2 separate regions of the Sus scrofa genome follow, and region 2 is linked to region 1. The links are chromatin contacts, called in public HiChIP or PLAC-seq maps. All regions are on one chromosome and are shown on one strand. Each heading gives the region's core, a stretch centred on a gene start, on an enhancer-like site or on the middle of the called end of the contact. The rest is flanking DNA. Distances are from core to core; before and after follow the strand shown.

What was found. HiChIP or PLAC-seq counts read pairs in DNA pulled down with a chosen protein or histone mark.
Region 2: a contact with region 1 is called in an H3K27ac HiChIP or PLAC-seq map of alveolar macrophages. The contact joins the promoter of UBA2 here to the promoter of KIAA0355 in region 1. A contact is called at or near these places in 1 of 5 promoter capture datasets (fetal liver) and 1 of 2 datasets of contacts at active chromatin or transcription factors (alveolar macrophages).

What each region holds. Positions count from the first base shown.
Region 1 is chr6:43,930,981-43,936,605 of Sscrofa11.1, forward strand. KIAA0355 reads left to right here and starts at 2,724. Exons shown (of 14, transcript XM_021094321.1): 1 at 2,724-2,826.
Region 2 is chr6:44,099,623-44,105,040 of Sscrofa11.1, forward strand. UBA2 (SUMO-activating enzyme subunit 2) reads left to right here and starts at 3,528. Exons shown (of 19, transcript XM_021097539.1): 1 at 3,528-3,730. The coding sequence starts at 3,593.

The DNA of each region.
Region 1 (5,625 bases), core at 1,474-3,973:
TCTTGCAACCGGATCATCCTTTCTGCCACTGAAATATACTTAAATCTCTTCTATCTTAAAAAACCAACCACCTCAAGTTCATGTCGCGGTGCAGTGGAAACAAATCTGACTTGTATCCATGAGGAGGTGGGTTCGATCCCTGGCCTCACTCAGTGGGTTGGAGATCCGGCGTTGCTGTGAGCTGTGGTGTAGGTGGTAGACGCAGCTAGGATCTGGTGTTGCTATGGCTGTGGAGTAGGCCAGCAACTATGGCTCCAATTAAACCCCTAGCCTGGGGAGTTCCCGTCGTGGCTCAGTGGTTAACGAATCCGACTAGAACAATGAGGTTGCGGGTTTGATCCCTGGCCTTGCTCAGTGGGTTGAGGATCCAGCGTTGCCGTGAGCTGTGGTGTAGGCTGCAGGCGCGGCTCGGATCCTGTGTTGCTGTGGCTCTGGTGTAGGCCAGTGGCTACAGCTCTGATTAGACCCCTAGCCTGGGAACCTCCATATGCCTCGGGTGTGGCCCTAAAAAGACAAAATAAAGTAAAATAAAAGAAAACTCTCTTTATGTATGTTTCATACTGTGAATCATATAGACATAATTGTAGTGCCTACATATATAGTGTAGTGCATACATATAATTTATAGGTAAAATGAATCTGGACGATATTCAAACTTTTTTTCTGATAAATGTTCAAGAACAAAAAAGTTTGGAGGTCCTGGTCTAAATCAGGATCACCTTTGCTTGGACAGCTGAAATGGCCTCCTAACTAATCTCTACATCTGTCTATAGATAATGTAAAGTATACATAAAATTTACCATTTTAACCATTTTTTTTTTCTTTTTTGGCTGCACGCTAGGCCTATGGAAGTTCCTGGGCCAGGGATCAAATCTGAACTGGAGCTTTGACCTATGCCACACCTGCAGGCATCACCGGATCCTTAGCCTACCAGCACCTCCTCAGAGACAAGCTGGATCATTAACCCACCGCACCACAGTGGGGACTCCCCATTTTAACCGTTTTTAAATGTATAGTTTTGTGACATTAACTACATTCCCCCTGATGTGCAACCAACACCATATCCATCTCCAGGAATTTTTCATCTTCCCAACCTGAAACTTTAGTACCCATTAATTACAAACTTCCCATAGTCTGGTCCTTGAGGCCCCTGGCAATTACCATCTACTTTCTGTCCCTGGGAACTTGACTACTCTCCGTACCTTATATCAGTGGAATTAGGGAATATTCATCCTTTTGTTACTGGCCTACTTCACTCAGCATAACCTCCACACTTCACCCTTCATCCATCTATAGCATGTGTCAGAATTCCCTTCCTCCCCCCCCTTTTTCTTTTTAGGACCTCACCTGTGGCACATAGAAGTTCCCCAGGTTAGGGGTCAAATTGGAGCTGTAGCTGCCAGCCACAGCCAAGCCTCATTGGAGCCAAGCTGTGTCTGCAGCCTACACTATAGCTCATACCAACGCCAGATCCTTTAACCCACTGAGTGGGGCCAGGGATCGAACGCACATCCTCATGAATGTTAGTTCGGTTCTTGACCTGCTGAGCCACAATGGGAACTCCAGAATTCCCTTCTTTTTAAGGCTGAATAATAGTCCATTGTATGGATAGACCACATTTTGTTTATCTGTTCATACATCAGTGAGCACGAGTTGCTTCACCCTTTTGATTTTTATGAATATTGTTGCTATTGAACAAAGGCATACGAATTTCCATCTTCTTTCTAGTCCTTGCCCACATTGCAGCCCAAGTAAACCCACAGCTTTGGTAAAATCATCCCTTGCTCTCAGTTAAGACTTTCTCACCACCTTAGTTTCTTGAACACAAAGCCACTAAAGACACTTGATGTTATTTTGCCATAATGTCCCTTCACTCCCTGCTTCTTCAAGTTGTTCGTTTTGGTTTTTTGTTTGTTTGTTTGTTTGTTTTTGTCTTTTTGGGGCCACATTCGAGGCATGTGGAAGTTCCCAGGCTAGGGGTTGAATCAGAGCTGCAGTTGCAGGCCTATGCCACAGCCCCCCCAACTGCCAGATCCAATTGGCGGCTGCAACCTACATCGAAGCTCAACACAATGCTGGATCCTTACCCACAGAGGGAGGCCAGGGATTGATCCCACGTCCCCATGGATATTAGTCAGATTCTTAACCCCCTGAGCCACAAAGGAAAGTCCAAGTTAGTTTTTTTTTTTTTTTTTTTTTTTTTCCCTTCTTCTTCTTCTTCTCCCTTTTAGGACCTGCTCTCTTCTGCTCTTTTCCTGAGGGAAGCATTCCCTGAACACCCTCGTTCACTAGGTCAGGGGACTCTCTCCCTCCCTCTTTCACTTTCCCCTCCTACCACTTGTCGCAATTGGCACTATATCATCAAGCGTAGCTATAACAATTTTATTGTGTTTCCACCCCTAGAGGATAAACGTATGAGGGTGAGGGCATTATCTGGTTCCTACAGTGCCTGTCGAGACCTGGCATCTAGCAAGCGCTCAATTTTTCAGTAATCAGTTTCGACAATAAATCTGTGAGAACGCAGCTGATCCCTTCCGCCCAGAGGCCAAGCCGTACTGGAGGACGAGGGTGGCCCTGCAGGCTCTGGCCGCGCGTCCTCAACCCCCACCCTGGCTGTCCCACTTGGAGGTCTTCGGTCCCTAGGGTAGAAGGTGCAGGGCCGCCCCCGCCCCGCTCGCGCAGTGGGTGGGGGAGAGTCGGCTGCCAGCCGCTCAGTGCACAGCCATTCGGCGTCCGCCTGGGGCGGGGGCGGGGCCGGCACAGAGACGTCACTTCCGGTGTACACAGCCGGTCCGGGCGGTGCGCTAGGGGCCGGGGCGCGTCGCAGGTGAGGAGCGGGCGCGAGCGGGCGCTGCCTGGTGCAGGCAGGCGGGCGGGCGGGCTCGGGGTTGGGGGCGGAGGGCGGGTAGGCGGTGGGCCGCAGGTGGGGCTGGCGACTGGACGAGCTCTCGGGGCGCCACTCCGCTCGGGGCCGCAGGGCTGTCGGCTCCCGCCCCTTGCCCGTCCGATGTGGAGGACGCCGGGCTCTGGGGGCGCTGGCCGGGCGGACGGAAGCCTGGAGGGCCCTCCCGGGTCGTGCCTGGGATCGGGGGCGCGGCGGGGAGCCAGCGGACGCGGGGCAGGGGGGCGCTCCCTCGGGCCACCAGGGCCAGGGAGGTCCGGCCAGCGCCGGACCCACTCCCGGAAGCCCGCCGAGCAGTCCAAGGAGAGACGGCGGCCTGTGAGTCCCGGGGTCCGCCGGGACTGCCTGGGGACGCGGCCCTCACGCCGCCCGCGGCTGTCGGCCAGCTGCGCTCACCTTCCCCGCCGCGCTGGTCCAGGCCGGGCCCCGAGGAACACGATTTTTCCGGCCCTTGTGAGCCCGCTGGCGCAGTCGGGCCGCGGGCGGTTCGGCGGGGACCCTGGGAGGGCCGGGGCTGAGGTTGAAGGACCCACACCCTGGGGGCGAGCGCAGGGTCAGGGGTGTGTCTTCCTGCTCTGCGCGGTGCGAGGAAAGAAGCATGCCTGGTTGGCATGATAAGAATTTTGTTTATACACCGTACAAATTTTGCCAGATAAGTACTCAGCTTTGGGGGGACACCCACTTTGAAAATAGCTTGTTTCCGCCCCTCACCCCCATTATAAAAGCATTCTCCTTCACATTCAAGACAGCATAAAAAGTACAACACTTTTTAAAGTGACAGTCATCCTCCAACCTACCACTCAGTGACAGTAACATTTTGGTGTATCAGTATATACAGAGATATATTATCGCTTTTATGGACTTCATAGTATACCATCGTATTTCAGTTCAACCAAGCCCTACTGATGAACATGTAGATTGTTTCCAGTTCGTCACAAGGTAGACAGTTCTGCCAAAAGGATTTGCCTGATTGTTGTTTTAGGATAAATGTACAAATGAGGTCAGAGGTAACATTCATTTAAAAAATATGTAGTATTATTTTTTCTTTTGTTGCAGTTTCAAAAATTATTCTCCAGCCCAATTATTTGTAACATCCGTCCATATTTGCTTCTCATTTCATGGTTTTATTTGTTTTAACTACTTAATTAAAATTTGCTTTGGGTTTAAGATGTGAAATATTTTCCACATGGGTTAGTTTTCCTAATTTTGATTGAACAAGCTATAACTGCCATTGTATCACATTTTAGACCTGAAGTTCTAAGTATCTGTTTGTGAGGGACTGCTTACACATTTGATACTTAGCTTTTATGTATGCTGTTTTAAAATTCCACTCAGTATTTTTTTTTTTTGAAATCATTTTCCTTTACAAGTCCAGAAGTATTTCATTTCTAAGATTTGCTTTTTGTTTTTTAAAGTAAAAAAGTTTAGTTATTGCTGTTTCATTTGCTTTCTTGCTGACAAGATAACATACTCCATATGAAGAGTTCAGGTTTGTTGTGGCAACTTTTCAGTCTGGCATTTGAGATTCTAATCTTCCTCTATTTTTGCACACGAATACGTAGGTTAGCATTGGAGACCAAGATAGAAAAGTTCTCAGATTCCCTTGGCAAGCCTAGATTTTCAATCTAAAATTATCTCTGGATTTTTGGAAGACGGCATGTTTTAAGCATCCTCTATAAAAATTTTTCAACAAGTTGCACATGATTCTGCTGAAAATTTTACTAAATATTTATTTCCTTGAAAATGCGAAGCCTAATACATCAGAAGGTTTTTATCAAGTGGGTCTAACAAGTTTGTAGGAAAATTATTGTATCTGAGAACTAGTGGATTGGGGCATCACATGAGTTGGGTGTCCACTCTCTCCTTTTCACTCCTGTGACTTTGTACTGAGTGGAAAATGATGACCTTCTAAGGTGGACAGAGAATGTCGCTTTGAATAAGGAATTGCTTTTTTGGAGTAACAGAAAAAGCAGGATGCCATTTACTCTGTAAGTTCACCGAGAGCCTGACTGTGTTTGTCGGGGGTTGTACTTCACATGTCTTTATCTACACTGAAAAGGTCCTCCTGAGGGTCCCCTATTTGATAGATGCAGTAGCCGCTGCTTGCTCATTTCCCTTGACCTTGACCATAAATATTTGGCATGGTGAGCCACACTTTCTTATTGTTGCAAATTTCTTTGTTGGCCCATTTGACTTTTTGTGGTCATTGACGTTTTGACCATGATTGTGGTCATTGTGTTAACTTTATAATTGTGCTGTAGTTTTCTTGTGTGGGTTAAGGACCTAGTGTCACTTACAGTGGCTCAGGTTTCTGCTGTGGTTTGGGTTCCATCCTTGGTCTGGGAATTTTCACATGCTTTGGGCCTGGCCAAAAAAAAGAAAAAAAAAAAGAAAGAAAGATTGTGCCTTTTCACTTGTCTTTGCTGCTTTTCTTCTTCCACCTCTGCCTGGGAGCATCTTCCAATGCTGCTCCTAATACCGCTTCCTCTTTTCCCGTTCATGCTCCTTTCCATTCATCCATTATGTGACTTCTAGGTAGAGATCCATCTCACCCCCAACCCTGTTTCCACTCAGTGACTCCAACCCAGACTTGGCTGCAAGTCATTTCTTTCTCTCCTTTTAACTGATCCCTGGACATGTTCCTGAGGCCCTACTTTCTCCAGGTGATGGAGCCCCTCATTGCTTCCCAAAGTGGCCTTTCCTCCATGACTCTAAAGTTCTTAC
Region 2 (5,418 bases), core at 2,278-4,777, 170 kb after region 1:
GGGCCTCTGTTAGCTTTAGCTGGTGAATGGAGCCTTTGTGAGAGCTGAGCCAAGAGTAAAGAAGCAACATCAGCACCCTATTATGTTAAGGGTGTCCCCCACCCCCCATATGATTGGGTACTCTGACCCTTTCACTTCACCACCTCAAGGATCAGGGCAACAGCCTGAGTACGCCTCACAGACAAGGCTTGGTGTGTGGGTGGTGAGCCAAGCAATGGATGAGAAAGACCACAGAAGTCAAAGCATTTTCCTGTTTTCCACTGTCAACCAAAACAACAAGGCTGCAAATAAGAGTGTATATGGGAGGAGTTCCCGTCAAGGCGCAGCAAAAATGAATCCGACGAGGAACCATGAGGTTGTGGGTTCGATCCCTGGCCTCAGTGGGTTAAAGATCTGGTGTTGCTGTGAGGTATAGTGTAGGTCACAGACGCTGTTCAGATCTGACATTGCTGTGGCTGTGGCATAGGCCGGCAGCTGTAGCTCCAATTACACTCCTAGCCTGGGAACCTCCACATGCTGCGGGTGCAGCCTTAAAAAGACAAAAAGACAAAAAGGCAAAAAAAAAAAAAAAGTGTATATGGGGACTTGAATTGCAATTCTGGAGACATGGATTTGAGTAAAACAGAGCGTTATAGGGAAGAGAAAGGGGCTTACAAAGGCAAACACCATGAGGCCGTATTTTGACACAAGAAAGGAAATATGTGTCCTTAAGGAATGGTTGTAATGAATTGTTTTAGGGTAAGGGTGTGATAAATAGGCTATCATGAGTTATATTAGGATAAATGCAATAAGTATCTTGAATTTCTGGCAAATATCTGGATACCTTCATTAGACAAGTAAGCAGTTAAAAGCTCAGATTTCATCCCCCACAATATCAAGTCCCCTTATGGAGTTTATGATCAATCTCTCTGTCCGAAACTTTATTCCCTTTCTTATCTCCTCTGACCTCAATCCTGTGCTCACTAAACGCTAATCAATCACAGCTGGATGATTAAAATTGCTGTTGTTGATAATACCATTAATGTCCTAAAATTGCTATTATATATATAATCAACATACAAACTCATGTGGTTTCTTGGGGGCAAGATGAACTAATAGACCCCTGAACCATGGACCACCAGGCAAAAGAATTGTAAGCTATACCTACTCCCAAAACTATGATTAAGAAATGTTAGAAATGGAGTTCCCGTCGTGGCGCAGTGGTTAACGAATCCGACTAGGAACCATGAGGTTGCGGGTTCGGTCCCTGCCCTTGCTCAGTGGGTTATCGATCCGGCGTTGCCGTGAGCTGTGGTGTAGGTTGCAGACGCGGCTCGGATCCCGTGTTGCTGTGGCTCTGGCATAGGCCGGTGGCTACAGCTCCGATTTGACCCCTAGCCTGGGAACCTCCATATGCCGCAGGAGCGGCCCAAGAAATAGCAACAACAACAACAACAAAAAAAAGACACTCAGACAAAAAAAAAAAAAAAAAAGAAAAAAAAGAAATGTTAGAAATGGGGAGTTCCCAACCTGGCTCAGCAGAAATGAATCCAACTAGCATCAATGAGGATGCAGGTTCAATCCCTGGCCTTGCTCAGTGGGTTAAGGATCTGGCATTGCCGTGAGAGGTGGTGTAGGTCACAGATGTGGCTTGGATCCCGAGTTGCTGTGTCTGCGGCATAGGCAAGCAGCTGTAGCTCTGATTCAACACCTAGTCTGGGAACTTCCATATGCCCAGAGTGCAGCCCTAAAAAGACAGGAGTTCCCGTCGTGGCTCAGCAGTTAACAAACCTGACCAGTATCCATGAGGATGCTGGTTTGATCCCTGGCCTTGCTCAGTGGGTTAAGGATCTGGCATTGCCATGAGCTGTGGTGTAGGTTGCAGATGTGGCTCGGATCCCACGTTGTTGTGGCTGTGGTGTAGGCTGCGGCTACAGCTCTGATTTGACCTCTAGCCTGGGAACCTCCATATATCTCAGGAAAAAAGAAAAAAAGAAAAAAAAAAAAGCTACACACAGAGTTCCCTTGTGGTGCAGTGGATTAAGGCTCTGGCAGTTGTCACTGCAGCAGCTCTGGCTGCTTCTGTGGCCTGGGAACTTTCAAATGCTGCAGGTGCAGCAAAAAAAAAGCTATGCACAATTTTAGGTTTTTTTTTTGTCTTTTGTCTTTTAAGGGCCACACCCATGACATATGGAGGTTCCCAGGCTAGGGGTCTAATTGGTGCTACAGCTGCTGGCCACAGCCACAGCCACACCAATGCAGGATCCAAGCTATGTCTTCGACCTACACCACAGCTCACAGCAACGCTAGATCCTTAACCCACTGAGCGAGGCCAGGGATCAAAACCACAATTTCATGGTTTCTAGTCAGATTCATTTCTGCTGCGCCAGGATGGGAACTCCTTGTTTGTTTGTTTTTTATGGATGCACCCACAGCATGTGGAAGTTCCTGGGCCAGGGATTGAATCTGAGCCTTTGCAGTTGTATTCTTAACCTAGTATACCACATTGAGAATTCCAACCCTCCTTCTCCCACTTTTGGCTACAATGTGCAGGGGCTTCATGTGGGATTTCAATTCCCAAACCAGGGACCGAACCTAGGTCACAGGGGTGAAAGTGCAGAGTCCTAACCATTATACCACCAGGGAACTCCTACTTGGGTTTTTGTAATCGTACTGCTGCTTTAGTCTCTAGGAAGCTTTGCTTTAGTATTCTTATCTGCAGTGCTCAAAAACAGTGTTATAAATTTTCTTTTTGCCAGTTTAATAGGTGAAAAGAATTTGAATACTATTTTGCATGTCTTTGATGAAATTTTTTTCTTTTTTGTCTTTTTACGGCTGCACTGTTGGCATATGGAAGATGCCAGCCTAGGGGTCTAATAGGAGCTGCAGCATGGCCTACACCACAGCTCACAGTGGGTCCTTAATCCACTGAGCAAGACCAGGGATGGAAACCGAGTCCTCATGGATACTAGTCAGGTTTGTTACTGCTGAGCCAGGATAGGTACTCCTTGATTAAATTTCAATATTGAGCATATCATCCATTGTCTGAGTGCTTTTTCCCATCCTTTGCCTATATATTTTATCTAGGTGACATCTGTTTTCTTTTTTCTTTCTTCCCTTTTTTTTTTGGCCACACCCGCAGCATGTGGAAGTTCTGGGCCTGGGATCAAACCAAGCCACAGCAGTGACAACACGGGATCCTTAACCTGCTGAGCCACCAGGAACTCCGACATTTGTCATCTTGTTAATATGTAAGAGCTCTTTACATAGAAGGACCTCTGTTTTCTAACCTGTAACAAGCCTTGGCTGGGAGTCCAAACCTCAGGCTACAGGACGACCCTTAGGCGTCTTAAGCCGGAAGCCGGATAGAGGAGTACACACGTCCCTGAAAGGCTCCCAGTCTCTAGCACGCCCAGAGGTGTGAACACTCCGCTTAAACTGAAGCCTGAGCTGGAGCCACCAGCCCAGGGACTCCCAAGGCCCCGCCCACTCGGCGCCCACTGGCGGCCGCAGTGCGCAGGAACGGAAGCTGAGGCGCCCCTCCCCCACCTGCTTCCGGCCGCGGCTCATTTCTCCCGCCTCCGCCTCCGCCGCGGCTCGTGGTCTTCCCGCCATGGCACTGTCGCGGGGGCTGCCCCGGGAGCTGGCCGAGGCCGTGGCCGGCGGCCGGGTCCTGGTGGTGGGCGCGGGAGGCATCGGCTGCGAGCTCCTTAAAAACCTTGTGCTCACCGGCTTCTCACACATCGACCTGGTGAGGGCCAGGCGTGCGCGCGGGCTGAATGGCGGGCCGTGGAGACGGGGCCGGGGGTTCGTGGCCCGGGGGTCGGGACCGGAGTTGGGGCGCGGGGCTGGGCCAAGAGGCCCCGGGGTCGTGGCTGCCTGCGTAGAGGAAGCTCTTCGACGGGGACGGGGCCGGCCTCGCCGCATCCCGGGCCGGCTCCGCACGCCGAGGAGGCCGAGGGGGCTGAGGGCCCGGGTCTTCCGGGCGTCCCGCGGCGGGCCGCCCCCCGCTTCCCGGGAAGCGCCAATTTGTGGCGGCTATAGGGTGTGGAAGCGGACTGGTGTCCCCGCTTCAGAACAGTTCCCCAGCTTTAACCCGAGGCAGAAGGTGATTGTCTTGTGTCCCTTATGGATGTTGAGAATGTTCAATTCGGAAGTCCCCCATAACTCAGAAATAATGATCCAGAGCAGAGTATGGCGGTAATAGCAACCTGGACCTACTGAGCGCTTGTCTGGAGCCCCCGTGCTGCCCTGAGTGGTTTACTCGCCTTAACGCATTTACTCTTCACTACTCTCATAGGCTTGTAAACGCTGCTTTCATTCCAGTTTATTTTCAACAGATAAGAGGAAAAAGGAGATGCAGTGGAGTTTAGTAACTTACCTTGGATCGCTAAGCAAGTTGTAGAACTCCTTTGGCACTCGCGCTCCTCTGTTCTGGGGGCACATAATCTGCGTTACAATCATTGTTGTCACCTTAGATCGTATGCTCGCTTATTTCGTTAAAGATGGATGTTTAGGATTTTAACTTTTGCAATGACAGGAAGTTACTGTAGTTAGAATCAAGTTATTTCTATTACTGTGAACTTTGTAATTGGAGTTGTAACCTGGAGTTTGGATGTGAGTTTACAGTGTCTTAAGGCGTAGTGAAGACATGGAATTTAAAAAAAAAAAAAAAAAAAAGTGGCTGACTGAACTAATAAATGAGTGACTAGGGGAAAAGACTATGCATTTTTGTTTGGTTCTTATAGAGTTAGTCTTTCCATTCAGTTCTGTATCACATATCCCAAATATGATTGTTGCATTGCTAATAACTCCTGGTACTTCTTTAAAAGGACCATTTTGTAATAGACAAGACAGTGAATTTGGGCACCTGAAAAATGAATGCTGATCCTTTTTATTTGGTTTAATTTCAATATAAACTTAGGAAGTACAAATAAAAAATGTTAGGTGAGTATATGTTTTGGTGATTTCACAAATATTTCATTTCTCATATTTTATTGAGATGGAATGAAAGTGGTATTAGTTATTATTATATCTTATATTTCCATATAAATATATATATATATATATTTTTTTTTTTTTTTTGGTTGGAGGTGGGGCAGGCAATGCCCTTGGCATGTGGGAGTTCCTGGGCTAGGGATCGTACCTTCAACACAACAGTGACCTGAGCCACTGTAGTGACAACCTGTTGCTCCACAAGAGAACTCTCTGCTTATATTGACTTTTAAGCAGCAATTAGTTAAGACTTAAAACCTGACACTTTTTCTTCTTCCTTGCTTTTTCTTTTTTGGTCATCCTTTGGCATATGGAGTTCGTGGGCCAGGGATCAGATCCAGGCTGCAGTCGCAACCTATGTTGCACCACCCATCCTCTTGTGCCACAGTGGGAACTCCAAAGTGTAACACTTTTAACCTTGTGTAGAATTTTACTTCTATAGCC